Linked DNA regions of Mus musculus: regions 1, 2 and 4 are each linked to region 3. A link is a contact called in public promoter capture Hi-C data. All regions are on one chromosome and are shown on one strand. The core of a region is the stretch at or near the end of the contact, and the rest is flanking DNA. Distances in the headings are between cores, read along the strand shown.

Region 1 (3,787 bases), core at 732-3,231, 7.2 Mb after region 3:
TTTAAAAGATACAAATATAAAGCTCGGAAAAGAGAATATTTCAGCACAAAGCCCTCCTGCGTGGGTGTGCATTTGTAAAGTAAAAGTAGAATTATTCCAACAGATGTAAATGTGCTCTCTGTGATCAAATGGAGTCTTTTGAAATTCTGTTTTGACAGTTACTTGTAAAACAGCATTTCCACAGCGATTAATTCAGAGCTGGTAGTGATATCATCAAAGCTAAATCAAAACTAAGTTCTGATGGCTGAGTAATAAAAGCGGGGAGGGGGCAGGGGAGCAGAGCACACTTGGGAGGCCAACACTCAGCCCTCTGCAGCACACTGTTACATGTGAAGATGCACTCCTTCTGTCAAACCAGTTTCACCAACATAAAAACGCTCAGAAAGTGAAATTCCATTTTAAAAGTAATTTTTTCTTACACGAGGTTCTCCCCAAGACACCAGTCATGTATTAAATGTCTACAGTGTAAAAAAAAAAAATAGATGATATAATAGATCAATACACCAGTTGAAAACTATGCAAGACTGTTCTGTGGGGGAAAAATTCGAGATTACATAACACAGTCAGTCAGGGATTACACCACAAAATCCTAGTGAGAGGAATTTCTCATCCTCTGTATCACTCTGCAACTTAGGATATTAAAGTTTGAAGGGTTCAAAATATTCGGTTCTCAGTTCAAACACATCTTTAAAAACATCAGTCTTAAAAATACTAAAAGGATTAAGTTGAAATTTTACACACACACACACACACACACACACATCTTCCTACCCTAAAGAGTAGTTCTTCACTTTCTGAGATCCTGGGAGTCCACCCAGGTAAAAAGTCACTGGTTGCTCTTCCTGGTCATCTTTATTTTATGGTCTGATTTTTCCTTAAAAGAGAAATTCAATTTTTTTCAAAGCATTATACACCTGCCTGTGCATGGACTTTACTGCTAGCCATGTTTATTCAACACATTATCTCCACCAATGGATAATTTAAATTTATGGACCACTATGCATCCCACTTCTACTTCAAAAGATGGCGACTGTCCATGAATGTTTTGCCCCAAATTAAATCTCAAGCCCCTTGCTTTAGAGAAATAGGAAGAAGCACTATAGAAGTTTAGGGTTATTTTTTTAAAGTCATATCTCAAATGCATGCATATTTGTGGAATATAAGACATTTGCCTTTCTAGAAATGCTGGCTTTATAACTCTAGAGTTGTTCAATTGGAAAATTCTGTGTTTTCACACTTAGATTCAGTAGTTTACTGAGTCTAAACTCAAAAATTGTACAATATAGACAATTTCTAATTGACTAAGAAAAAACAACTTTAAACTTCTGAAAATAAAGCAATGTTCTTTTACATGCTTTTAGGAGGCCCAGATACTGTCCTGAAGGAGCGCTTAGCCTGTCAGTGTCAACTGGAAACGGTCTATCATTCGTAAGCTGTCCCCAGAAGACGCTGAAGATGCACACGCACACACATTTACATGCGTTGCACAGTGCCAACTATTTCCAACCAAAATAATCATATACACGTCGAGCCGAGCTATTTCTAGCGCAGAAGAGGGTGAACGTCCGGGTAGGCAGAGGAAACCCAGTAGCAGATGATTGCCGGAGAGGCGGGTGGCGGCGGGGTCCCCTGCCTCCCGCGCAGGACGCCTCGCACCCCGCACCTGCACCGGGTCCCCGGCAGGGCAACCGGGGGCGCGCGCGCGCGTCCGGGACGCACCCGCGGGAAGCCGAGTAGCCCGGCGGGCTGGGAGCGGCGGGAGCATCCCCGGGCGGGACCCAAAGCGCCTTCTCCTACCTGTCACTTCCAGGCGAGTCGCTGCCGGGGATGCGGCCACCGCCGCCTCCGGGAGCCCCGCTGTGTTCGCGCGCGCGCGTGTGAGTGTCTGTGTGTGTGTGTGTGTGTGTGTGTGTGTGTGTGCGCGCGTGTGAGAGCCTGTTTGCGGCGCGGCTCCTGAGCCGCTCGCGCGCCGCCACCCCCTCCCCGCCGCCGCGGCCGCCGAGCCCCTCCGGCGCCGCCCCGCCCTCCGCCGCCTCCGCCCCCCACCGGCCAGCGCCTCCCCGCTGCGCTCACCTCGGCCGCCCGCTGCCCAGGGCGCCGCCCGCCCGCCGCTCCCGCCGAGCCGGGCCCCGTGCGGCCCCGGGCCCGCCGCCCCTACTCCCGGCCGCGACGCTGCCTCTGGAGCCCAAGCCGTCGCCTCGCAGCCCCAACCTGCCGGGCTACGGAGCATGCCCAGTGCGGCGCCCGGCGGGGCTGGGGGTGGACCGGGGCCGCGCGGGCCGGCCGGGGTGGGGGTTGGCTGTCCCGGGGTCGCCGCCGCCGCCTTCCCGGTGCAGGGTCTGGGCGCGCGCCCGTGGGGACTGAGCTGAGCCAGCAGCGGGACACCACGCGCCGCTGGCCACGGACTCAGCGGGTGCCCGGCCCGGGAGGAGGGGGTGCGAGCCAGCCAGAACCGGGAGCGGGGAGCGGGAACTGCGCTTTCGTCTATGTTACATTGAACAAACACGGAGAGCTTGTACACTGCAGCAGGCACTGTGAGACAGGGATTTTATTCATTCAGCCCGAAAAACAATCTGCCGGAGGAAGTACTACAACGGGCTCACACTGAGCCAGAAAGTGATTTCCAAAGTCTTCCCCCAAGTGATCCTGAGACGTGCACCCCACTCCACCCCCCCCCCCCAGACTTCGGTTCCAGGGATGCTGGGGATCGCTGTGGCCAGCTCTCCTTGTCCTTTGAACCGACACCCGGGTGCCCGAAGTCCTGCTGAGGCGGCCTGGCCATGTGCATCCAGCGTCACCCTTTGTGGAGACCCTACACTGGAGCCGCTCCGGAACTCCCCGAGGGCTTCCTCCTACCGAGGCCACTCGGCTTCCTCCCTCTCCTGCCTGGCGGCGGCCACCAAAACCCGGAGACGTGGCACCTGCGCACTGGGGACTGGGGCCCATGCTGGCGGCTGAACTGGGCATGCTCAGCTGCCTGAACTGGGCTGGCGGGTCAAGAGGAAAGGGGTCGGTTTAGAGGTTAGCTTAAAAAAAAAATGGAGAAGAGGGCAGAAGTGTAGGCACAAAGGAACAGTCCAGGCACCGTGGATACAGCAGTTGAAAACCCCAAAGTGTCGCACCCTTCGTTCATTCTGGCCGTTTCAGCATGGATAGAAAGAAAATAACCACCAAAAGTTGATCAACTAGTGTGATGTGTGATGGTACATGCCTGTAATCCCAGTTAGTTTACAGAGCAGCCTAAACTATACAGTCGGTTCAAGACCAACCTGAACCCTGTCTCAAAACGAGAAAGAAAAAAATAATTTACCAATTTAAGGGAGATGGACTGAGAGCTACTGACCACTCTCTAGCCAAACACAAAGCTTCAGATTTAAGTTAGCCTTGAAAAAGGTTTTTCTGCAGTGTCTGCCTGCCTGTCTGTGACAAAACCTACAGAAACATTCACTAAGCCAGATCAGCTTTTCCACCAAGGTTAAAAAGAGAATAAAGATGCCAGAGAAAGCTGATACTGCACTGGTCAGGGTCTTCATGCCAGTGTGTTAAGACTGCTTTTGAGAGTGCCGCAAACCGGGCACATGAACTGCCTGAAAGGCTTTTTAAAATGCAGATTTTCATTAGACAAGACAGAAGTAAAATCATATGTTCTCCATCTCTAACAACTCATTCTGATATTGCTGCTTGTAAGCTGAGGGCTTGGGGTAGTATTTTAGGCCTGCTTTCCCTGCATGTGAGAAAGCTGTGGCTCAGAAAGGGTAAGGAATTTGCCCCAGGTTGAGCAGCCAAT
Region 2 (3,589 bases), core at 857-3,356, 6.0 Mb before region 3:
CTGCCCCAGAGGGCCAGACACTGCTCTCACTACATGTTTACAGGAAGTCCAAGAATAGACAGAAAAATGAGCCTCCAGGGACAGATGGACTGGCAAGGGTCCAGTGGGCACCAACACGGACCAAAAAGGCACCAGGGAACTTTACAAGGTCAGCCACATGTGCTGAATTTGTGTGCACTCATTGAAATTATTTTATACACATAAAATAAGTCATATGTTAACAATACCTCACTCCTGGTAAGTCAGTGGAAACTATGTAACCTTCCAATCAGAGGGAAATCACAGACCCACAGTGAGGCTCCCTTAGGGGAGCAGCTCGAATAGACCTTGTGCTTGAATGTTCATCCTCAGCTGCCTGCCCTCTCACTAGCTTGTCCCATAGCCCTCAAGCCCCAGCCTTCCTCTAGCATCCACACAGCTGCCAGAGTTAGAGTCCTGGCCCTACCCCTTCCCTGCTTATGTAAACTTACCCCTTGCCAGTGTTCCTTGTTTCTAAACAGAAAAGCCCTGTTGGACCTCATCACCTAAGCAGGGGTCATTCCCTCTGACTGGTGCTATCTCCCTGGTCTAGGTGGAACTCCTCGACTGTTTGAATCCCAAAGGGATCTTTCAACTAATATCTACTGGCACCCATCTCTTGCTCCCCCTATCTCACTTTCTACAGAGCATTATAATCATCTGATCTTAATTATTGATCACCTCCCATACTACCACTAGCACAAACCTTAAACTTTAAAGCTTAAACCTTATGCAGTACTATAGCCACCAGCATCAGCAGTTAGCAGATGTGGAAAGGGGGGTCAGACTGAGTGAACATTGGTCCTAAATGTTACAAATATACACAGACTCTAAAGGATTACTATACACATTAAGGAATATAATCTGTTTCCTTAAGAGTTATTATTATATATTGAAATTACATTTGATAGGTTAAATAAAACGTATTAAAGACTTCAATATTTGGGTTTTGTTATCACTGATTTGTCTGTTTGTTTTTTAACAAGAGGGTCTCACTGTGTAGCCCTGTCTTCTCCTCCTCCTCCTCCTCCTCCTCCTCCTCCTCCTCCTCCTCCTCCTCCTCCTCCACCTCCTCCTCCACCTCCTCCCCCTCCCCCTCTCCCTCTCCCTCTCCCTCTCCCTCTCCCTCTCCCTCTCTCCCTCCCTCTCCCTCTCCCCCTCCCTCTCCCTCTCCCCCTCCCCCTCCTCCTCCTTCTTCTTTTTCTTCTAAGATTTCACTGTGTAGCCCTTGCTGGCCTGGAACCAGAGATGTAGACCAAGCTGGTCTTGAACACAGATCTACCTACTTCTGCCTTCCATGTACTGGAATTAAATACATGCGCCATCATACCCAGCCTCATACCGTAGTTTTTAACCTGTCTACTAGGAAGCATAAAAGACACATGGGTTCATCTTAGATGGATATACTGGGCAGCCTGTTACAATATCCATTCGGGGCTTGGCCTCCTGTGGTATCTCCAGGCCCTAGAGTGGCCTGGTCTAGGAAGAAGCCTAGGATGGTTTCTTTAAGGATAATGAGTAGTTACACAGAATGCTGCACACTTCCCCACTCCCCCAAGATCAATTTATTTTCCTTTGACAAGTATCTTAGGACAGGGCCTTCAGGAAAATGAAATAATAGCCCTGCTCCGAGCATTCCCACATAGTGACCCTGCTCTCCATCAAGTGATCGAGGCTGAACTTTGAAGATGCAGGAAATTAAAGACTCGTTGCCCTTTTCCTTTCTGGAGAAACAGGGTTCAGATGTCACTGGCATTTTAGGGTCCAGAGAGCAATGACCAACTTCTCTGGTGAAACCACACTTCATGAAACAGGGAACTTGGAGTAAAAGGGGAAGCTGTGGAAAAGGGCACAGAAGAGGAACTGGTAAGAACAGAAAGCTAAGAGTGAAGAAGGAAGGGAGAGGCGGGGCAGGGATGGGGGAGGGGAGGCTCAGCAGGGAATGGGAATCTGGCAGCTCTTTAAGAGGTATCTGACCTACAAGGCAAGAACAGACTAGCAGCTGACTGAAGCAGAGGGAGGGCGGGGCCGTTCGGAAGAGGAGGCGGGGCCCGCTAGGGGGCAGACGGAAAAGGGAGGGTGGCCGCCGGAAAAGGAGGAGCCAGGAGAGGCGGGCGGGTCCCTAACGCTCGCATTTGGGTAAAAGTCGCACGGAGTAGCAGCGTCTGTTCTGCACCAACTCAGAGTCTTGTTGGAGCTTTATCCCTTTGTCCTAGCCAACCATGGCCAGCCCGCTGCGCTCCTTGCTGTTCCTGCTGGCCGTCCTGGCCGTGGCCTGGGCGGCGACCCCAAAACAAGGCCCGCGAATGTTGGGAGCCCCGGAGGAGGCAGATGCCAATGAGGAAGGCGTGCGGCGAGCGTTGGACTTCGCTGTGAGCGAGTACAACAAGGGCAGCAACGATGCGTACCACAGCCGCGCCATACAGGTGGTGAGAGCTCGTAAGCAGGTACGTGTCCCTGCTGTCCCCTGCTCTCCCGACGTCTCCAGGCCGCTCCCACCCAGGCACCCCTAGCTAGGGCGCGGTTTGCATCTGCAGTTGTTAATCAACACCTTTGCTTCTTATGGGAGCGGTCCTCTCTCTTCCTTTCTTCTCTGGTCTACTCATTGTGTTAACATTCATCTTTTGTTTATTCTGGAACTCAGAAGAGCCCAGCGGGTGGGCCTCCTAGCTCTGTTTCCAAAAGGCCACCCAGAGAAGGTACTAAGGATGTAGGTCAAACGCTCCCTGGGCGGAGCTCACCTCCCTTAGCCGCCTGGGGTCAATGTCAACTGCTAATGATCTGGCTTCACTTAATCGCGCTACTTGAAACTCATTCTGACAGACGGCAGATTTCACCCCATCCTTCCAGTAAACACTTGGCCATGTTCCAATCTCCTTGCTCTACTCAGGAGCACGTGTACGTGGGTGTGTGTTTATAGTCACTTATTTTTGTGTATACTTTCAGAGTCAACACTTCCGGAAAACAAGGGCATTCTCTACATACCCAAGATTCCATTTGGAAAATTGGGAACCCACGAACACTCAGGTCCTTCACTCAAAGTCTCAGTTTGCTGGTCTCCACTATGGACTCTGCTAGCAAGGGCCATTTCTATCCAGTCTGGCAGCCTGTCTTTTTCTCTGAGCACTGCCTGTGCTGCCTTGCTGTTTTGGTAGCACTGTAGAATGGTCCAGACAGCTGTGGTGATCAGTCCTGTACCACACAGTCAGGCTCCCTTCAGCCATGACTCGGTTTGTGATGGGTGAACCTCAAAGCTAAACAACCCCTTGATGCTGCAGCCGTATTAGCTTGTACACAGTGTGGCCAGGGCACATTTCTCAGAAGGAGCCTCTATCCTTAAGGGACACATAACTGTGTAGATTGGTGTCTGAGTTTCTTGGCTGTCATGTTGGTGCAGGTCACCAGGCAGGTCCCCTTGTGTCTTCTCAGAAGGTGCTGTCTAGTTGTTCTAAGAAGCCTTGCTTCCCTCTTCTTGTGGCCCTGGAATATCCTCGGGATATCCCTCAGGGGTTTTGCTAATTACCCCCCAAGATAGCTCTAATCACCCTCCACCCACTGAGTAGATGGACAG
Region 3 (3,794 bases), core at 870-3,369:
TTCCAGGACAGCCAGGGCTACACAGAGAAGCCCTGTCTCAAAAACCAAAACAAAACAAAAAACCCAAAACAACAACAACAACAACAACAAAAGCATACCTACCGTGTGAATAATGCTTATAGTACTTATGTATCACTTATTACATAAAGGTGTTTATGAGATGTCAGTTATGTCTTAAGACCCAATTTAAATATGTTTATCAAAGTTGTAAAAATGTCCTATTTGTGAAAGAGTAAGTCAATTTTACTCTCTAGAGTCTAGAAAAAGAATAAAGTATAGCTAATGGGTCCATAGTATTTTCCTTCTGATGAGGCTTTTCCCAGATGATTTAAATGCTTTGAAGTGAAATCAACATAGTGTTTTGGGTTTTCTCACTTTGTACTGAAGTTGTTAAGACTTAGGGACTGTAAATCACCAATACCTATTTGGAAATGATAAGGTCGCTTAAGAACCAGCAAGAAGGGGCTGGCGAGATGGCTCAGTGGGTAAGAGCACTGACTGCCCTTCTGAAGGTCCTGAATTCAAATCCCAGCAACCCCATGGTGGCTCACAACCACCCATAATGAGATCTGGTGCATTTGAAGATAGCTACAGTGTATTATTATAATAATAAATAAATCTTAAAAAAAAAGGACCAGCAAGAAATTCAACAATAAATGAAGTTCAGAATGTTACTGCAAAACAGTCACCTCCTGCCTACACACACACACACACACACACACACACACACGCCTTTACATATTCATGCCTGACTTACTTTTGAATGTGTGTGTGTAGTGTGCACCTGTGCTGGCAGAGGCTGGGAAAGAACATTCGATCACCTAGAGTTACAGATGGTTGTAAACTGCCCGATGTAGGAGCGGAGAACGGAGTCCCCATCCTCTGCAAAAGCATCAAGTGCTCTTAACTGGCAAGAGTCATCGCTCCAGCCCCAGAATAACTGTTTTACATCCATCATGTAAACGATATGAGATCCAAAACAAAAACCAATGTTTCTGAACAAGAACCACAGTATAGAAAATAAATATAATGAAGTTATGTGTCCTTTTGTTAAATAACAAGTTATAGTATCAGCTTCACAACTGGCCTAATTTCAAAGTCAAAATAAAAAAGGAAGAACAATCTGAGAGAGCTGCAACAGTCCCTAAATATCTGTGATTTCCAGTATCATCAAAATTTCAGATGTTACTACAGCTGCACATTTTATTTTAATTAGAGGAGACTATATAGAGGTAATCCCCCCCCCCCCATACACGTTCAGGAGCTTTAAGAGACTTTATTTGGTGATTCTTCTGAGTAACAGTTCTCCTGGCAGTTGTCCTTACCAAACTGATGCTGTGCTTAGCAGTTAGTCAATGGGGAGCCTCACGCGGGGAGCCTCACACTTGACTTCCGGAGGAAGCTTCTGTGCAGGTTAAGTCCTGGAAGACTTTAAAAAGTCTAAAATTTCTAAAGACAGAAACAAATGAAAGGGGTACCAGAGATTCATTGGAATTTGAGAAGATGAGCAAGCCCTTAAAAACCTTCCTGTTTATTCATTTTTCTTGGTGCAGAGAGTAAATTAATCAAGGGGTGGCTGTTCAGTCATTTCTCTGGCGAGAAACCTCGCTGCTTCTAGTTTAAAATCCGCAGGCTTGCTGTTCGTGTTCCGTGGGCCGCAGCACTTTGTCGGTTGTGTCAAATCGCAAGGTGGTGTTGGAATCAGAGGATTATGTACACGTGTAGGCTGCTGGAAATTATGGATAGAATGGCCTGCATAAGCCCAAACTGGACAAGCAAAACCTCCAGGAACAGGAACTCACATTAACAAGTGATTTGCAGTTGAGTGCAGAATTCGCACACCTGTTCTTGGTTGTCTTGGTTGCTCTCAGCGACTCTACAGCTGGTAGGGTGTTGAAGCCCTGCCCGCCCGAGAGCGCACCCTACACAGTTTGTCCCCAAGCAGCTCCCATATACGGCGGGCTCCGCCCCTGCCCGTGGCTGCCACAGCCGGGTGCAGCCTGGCTGGCGGCTGTGCCTGGACCCGCCCGCTGCTTCTGCTATTGCGCATGCGCCCCATTTTCAACCCTCCGAGTTTTCCCGCCCTTGATTGGCTGACTCTGCGCCCATTTCTAAACTTGTAAGCGCCTTAGTCCAGGCTTTGTAGGACTCCGAACAAAGGGGACGTTCTGATTCTACCCTACCTTGAAGGGTTCTAGGAAAGCTGAGATGAGGACTCCTGGTACTAGTGGACCACACATTGGCCGTCGTATTATTTCACTTAGTCTATTATTAAACCCTTGGAGTTCCAGTTTAGCAGGCGAGGCAGACTGGAAGACTCAAAGCTAGTATTGGAGTTCGAGCCAAAAACCCGGGAGACTTTTTCGGCTCCCCTCAGGGACTTAAGCAGCATCACATCTAAGCTTTCTAGAGACCATTTGAACCGAAGTCATCTGCCCGGGAGTGAAATAATAGCGGGGATATGCTGGTCTTGAGGACAGAATGTTCCATTGTGGTCGTTAGAGACCTCGAGGGTGAGGAGGAGCAAGTCAGTAGGCTTGCTTTATACTCCATCAGCAAGTGCAAAGGCAGGAGATCAGGGTCCAGGAGGAAGGCTGGTCTGTAAGTTTTGAGCGACCCTGACTGGGGCAGGAGGAAGATAGTTGATACTGGAGTTTTTGTGTCCAGCAGGTGACTTACAGGTGAAGGCATAGGGTTAACTGAATGAATTTACAGGGAGATAGCCCGGTAAGAAATCACTGATGCCAGGGGCTTTAGCTCATAAAAAAAAAGGGAAGAATAAGAAGAAGAAGGAGAAGGAGAAGGAGGAGAAGGAGGAGAAGGAGGAGGAGGAGGAGGAGGAGGAGGAGGAGGAGGAGGAGGAGGAGGAGGAGGAGAAGGAGAAGAAGAAGAAGAAGAAGAAGAAGAAGAAGAAGAAGAAGAAGAAGAAGAAGAAGAAGAAGAAGAAGAAGAAGAAGAAGAAGAAAGAAAGAAAGAAAGAAGAAAGCGGGTGTCCTCACTTTTGATCCAATGACTAAAGTTAAATTGCTAAACTGTCCCCAAAATGCAAAAACTCCCTTTAGATATGATTCCAACCAATATAACGACATTTCTATCTGCCTAAAAAAATCCTCGATCCTTTGTTTTCTTGGTACCCTAAATTTTGTGGTTCAGAACACATGCTTAGAACTCTTTGAAGAAACAGAGCAGTCCCTCAGAGTTCTCCACGACCTTTCGCTTCTCAACAAGACAGATGAGTTGACGAGCACGGGCCGTATAAAGTCAGGACCATGTTATTGGTTGCAATGCTCGTTTTCGGTAGTCCATTCCTCGGTTTCCTTGAGAATGCTCTAAATGCAGTGATCGTCCTGGGCCTGACTGGGTTTGACTTTCCGAGTTAGAGACAGCACAGCCGGTTGCCATTGACTTCGAGGTGGGGCTGCGCTGGGGCGTGGCCACCGAAGAGGCGGGGCCCAGACTTCCGGGCCCCGCCCCTTCGCGCCGTAGGCAGCTGCCAAACCCCGGTGCGTGGATCACGCGGGCCGGAGCCGCTCTGGGCATGCTCAGTGGCCTGGCAGGTGTGGCCGCCTAGCAACTCCAGGTCGGCCCTAGCCGAGGGGCGGGTGAGAGGGAAGTGGGCGGGGGCGCGGGCACGGGCACAGTCGCTGGAGTGGCCGGCGGCCGCGGGGCGCAGGCCTGTTGGAAGCCCCCGCGGGCCGGGCCGGGATGAGCTATGGCATCGGTCAAGGTGGCCGTGAGAGTCCGGCCCATGAATCGCAGGTGAGTGGGGCCTCCCGCCCCCCACCCTCGCCACA
Region 4 (3,724 bases), core at 344-2,843, 5.8 Mb before region 3:
AAGTTCCATCACATAAGCAGCATGGCTTTTCTTTTTACAACAGGAATGGCTGCTAATTTTTTCTATGGTTAACTATTTCCACTTAAAAGAACCTAGTACTGATCAATATTACTGAAAATAGGACACAAGTAATTTATATTATTTGCCAATTTCCAGAAACAGGGTCTCTACAGAGTAAGCTTAAAACTTTAAGCTGTGAACACATGCTTTTTCATTTCAAGAGCCTTTATTATTTTATTGAGACACGTTCTCTCTATGTATTTCTGCCACTTCTATGTAGACCACACTGGCTTTGAACTCATGACATCCGCCTCTGCCTTTTGTGCTGGGAATAAAGGTGTGCACGACCATGCCTGGGCCAACATTTTTTTTTTTTTGGTTTTTCGAGACAGGGTTTCTCTGTGTAGCCCTGGCTGTCCCGGAACTCACTTTGTAGACCAGGCTGGCCTCGAACTCAGAAATCCGCCTGCCTCTGCCTCCCAAGTGCTGGGATTCAAGGCGTGCGCCACCATGCCCGGTTTCATTTTTTTAAGCTTATCAGTTTATGAACGATGGATTCCACACAGAGCAAGGAGGAAGCTGGCCCTATAGATGAATTCGGAGCCAGCTTGATACTGCTCTTGCCACTCTCTCACCAAGGTCCTCCGACTCAACAATCAATCTGAAGTGCTGTTTGCTTAGTAGTTTAGGTACATTCCCTCAATCATCATTGCACAAGTCACTGTAACAACTTTACAAAAAGAGTTACAAACTTACTTGCTTCATTCTACGGAAGCAAGGGAGTCAGAGCTATGCTTACTAAGTTCCAGGATTTTTTTGAAAGCAGTTCTATATGAAAACAGCTCTAGGGATGCTGGCTTAACAATGTTCTCCAAGGTAACCATATTTCTCTGTCCAACCACCTCATCCCCACTTCTTTAGGCCACAATGCTTCGCCCTAACATTGGTCACGCCCCCAAAGATGATCACCCCTATTTCTGGTCCTCAGCTACCCACAGAACCCGGTCATCTTTCTCTCTTAAGGAGAGAGCAGTACGACCGAAACATAGTAGAGTGAGAGTCAGAAAGATGCTCCACTCCCATGGTTCATACTGTAGTTTCCTGGAGTTGGACCTCAGAAACGGCAGCCGTGCCCCGGGCCTCATTTCCAGCTGGGAGTCGCTTCTTACATCCCCCGGCCCCAAACTGCTGCTCTCCTCCGGGTATGGCAAACTCACCGCCACGGTTCTGCACATAAAAAAGCCTGATGCCAGGTTGCAGAGACACCACGTGGAGGAAAGGACAACATCCATGTCTTATTGAGCCTAAGAAAAGGGAAGAGGTCCCTGGTGCCGCGGCGTTGCCAGACGGCCAGGCAGGAGCGCTCACTTACCTGCTCGATCTCGGTCAGCGCCGCCAAGGCGACTCGGTCCCGGGTTCCGCCCCGGTCGCGGTCCCGGGCCAGAAGAGTTTCTCTCCTGTTCTCCTCTTCCTCCCAGAGGCTCCGCCTGAGAAGCCGACGTCCAGGAGGCGAGGAACGGTTAAGCGCCGGTAGTGGCTTCCCGCGCGCCGCAAGCTGCAATGTGCGCAGGCGCTAGCATCCCGGTTCCCGTCGACTCCCGCCTCCCCGCGACGGGCAGCTACGCGAGCCAGTAGAAAACTTGGCTCCGCCCAGGTGTGGCGGCAAAGACAGTGTAGGTTCCGGGTTAGGCACTATCCTAGAAGATCCGGTTGAGGGAGCTCTGATTGGATGTTGTGGAGAGGGTGGAGTCAACGCGCTTAGCTGTGGAAGGCTTGGTTAATAAGAGATATCTGTCTTTGCTAGATCTGGCTCCCTTCTTCTGTGTGTGTTGGGATGATATCTTGTGGAGACTCGTGAAGCTTCAACGTGGAGCTTCACTGGTTGATGCTAACTAGGGAGACAACAGCATGGCTTCAATAAGGCTCTGGACTGAACCCAGCACATAGACACCCGTAGTGTAGGAACCCGGTGGAAGGCTAAATCTGAGAGTCTGTGGAAGTCCTTGTGGTCAAATATGGTCAAATATCTTAGCTGAGCGCACCCTTCCTAAGGTGAAGCTACTTAGAGTTGACAAGCAGATGAACTTATAAGAGAACAAATTTTAGTCTAGTGAGAACTGAGGTCGAAGAGGCGGGCAAGGGGACAATGGTAGTTGACTTTCTATGCAGTGCAAATTGAGTTTCCTGCTGGCTCCAGCTGCGGCGCAGTACCACCTCATTTAAGACACTGAATTTGTTTTAATCTGGAGCTGTCTAGATACCTAGCATAGAAATGGAGCCATTTCGCGTGGGAAATTGGGAAACTGCTTCGTGTATCAAAACCCAAAGAGCTAACTTTGCTGAGACCTGATTCTTTGCTTCATCTGCCCGGCTAGGAGAGCTGTTTGTAAGTGGCTTTGTTCAATTAAGTACTTTAATCTGTATTTTGTTACCAACCTCTCGGCTCCTTTTGCTCATGTTACTAAGGGAACATTTGTTTTTAGATTTAAGAAACGAGAATGGCTGTTCAATATAGGTCACTTCCCACTGGAGTTAAGTGAGTGAAAAGTTTTCATTATTGAAAGAATTAAGTTGGAGTCTGAGTTTCAAGGATGAATAAGTGCCTTTGGAGCAGTAGTTACACAAAAATATGTAGTAAACCTGGGGATAAAGTAGTGGTAGGTCCCAGGACTTTTCCTGAGGGAGAACTTGACCTTTATTCTTTCAGTAGCCCTTGAATTTGGGAGATTAGAGATGCCTCTGATTCTAAAGGACTGGCCACTGACACAGTTGAGCGTATTCGTCAAGGTTCTCTAGAGGATAGAATCTCTCTCTCTCTCTCTCTCTCTCTCTCTCTCTCTCTCTCCCTCTCCCCTTCCTCTCCTCCACCCCTCCCCCCTCTCCCTCTTTCTCTCCCCTTCCCCTCCCCTCTCTCTCTCTTTCTCTCCCCTCCCCCTCCCCCTCCTCCACCATTCCACCACCCCCATATTAGTCAGGGTTCTCCTTGCCTCAATCTCCTGGCATTAAAGGTGTGTACTACCTTGTTTAGCCTAAACTTTTCATGGCCACTATGCCCCAAAATCTCCATGCCAAGATGCAGGTTAGAAACTTGTGTCTTCCAGCCTCAAGATCTGGATCACAGGTGTGTCCTCCAATTCTGGATTGTAGTTCATTCCAGATATAGCCAAACTGACAACCAGGAATAACCACTACAATCCATCCCTTGTCAACTTGACATAAATAATATCTCATGTCCAGACCGTCAGTGAGTGTTAGGACTGTCACCTTCAGTGTATGTGTGAGTGTCTGTGTAATGGTGGTTGAACACAAGGCCTGCTCAGCATGCTAAGCAAAATCTTTGCCCACTCTTCAATTTTGGACTTGGCAGTTTCTAGAGTCAGTGTTGAAAGCTGGGCATACACATAGTTACTTGCAGCTTCAGCACTGTGTCTTTTGGGTATCATCAGTGTGATTGTGATGTGAGTTTGCCTACCTGGTAACCAGCTGCCTCCTCTGTAAAGCACGAACACTAATAATATTCTTGGGAAGAGCTTCACATGGGTCTCTGTCCAAATTAGCATCCAGAAATAGAACTGAATTATGTTTTATACTTTATGTACACAGTAACTTCATTTGCCAACAGTCCTAAGGAAATGATTGGCTTTTACATTTGGAACAACCATATGACAGATCGGTGGGATTTGTTACCCAATCACATGAGCAGTTTTGGTAAATGATCCTGGCC

The links. Promoter capture Hi-C pulls out the DNA fragments that hold promoters and counts their contacts.
Region 1: a contact with region 3 is called in a promoter capture Hi-C map of pre-B cells, with 4 times the contacts expected there. The contact joins the promoter of Plcb4 here to the promoter of Kif16bos in region 3. A contact is called at or near these places in 1 of 39 promoter capture datasets (pre-B cells) and 2 of 484 Hi-C or Micro-C datasets (CD4 T cells and CD8 T cells).
Region 2: a promoter capture Hi-C map of pre-B cells shows a contact between it and region 3. The contact joins the promoter of Cst3 here to the promoter of Kif16bos in region 3. A contact is called at or near these places in 1 of 39 promoter capture datasets (pre-B cells) and 1 of 484 Hi-C or Micro-C datasets (CD4 T cells).
Region 4: a contact with region 3 is called in a promoter capture Hi-C map of pre-B cells. The contact joins the promoter of Nxt1 here to the promoter of Kif16bos in region 3. A contact is called at or near these places in 2 of 39 promoter capture datasets (cranial neural crest and pre-B cells) and 1 of 484 Hi-C or Micro-C datasets (CD4 T cells).

What each region holds. Positions count from the first base shown.
Region 1 is chr2:135,657,741-135,661,527 of GRCm38.p6, reverse strand. It overlaps Plcb4 (phospholipase C, beta 4), which reads right to left and starts at 1,981. Exons shown (of 39, transcript NM_001355153.1): 1 at 1,798-1,981.
Region 2 is chr2:148,874,029-148,877,617 of GRCm38.p6, reverse strand. Cst3 (cystatin C) reads left to right here and starts at 2,106. Exons shown (of 3, transcript NM_009976.4): 1 at 2,106-2,465. The coding sequence starts at 2,241.
Region 3 is chr2:142,901,290-142,905,083 of GRCm38.p6, reverse strand. It overlaps Kif16bos (kinesin family member 16B, opposite strand), which reads right to left and starts at 2,119. Exons shown (of 2, transcript NR_131921.1): 1 at 1,843-2,119; 2 at 1,512-1,729. It overlaps Kif16b (kinesin family member 16B), which reads left to right and starts at 3,620. Exons shown (of 26, transcript NM_001081133.2): 1 at 3,620-3,759. The coding sequence starts at 3,713.
Region 4 is chr2:148,670,484-148,674,207 of GRCm38.p6, reverse strand. Nxt1 (NTF2-related export protein 1) reads right to left here and starts at 1,593. Exons shown (of 2, transcript NM_019761.6): 1 at 1,373-1,593.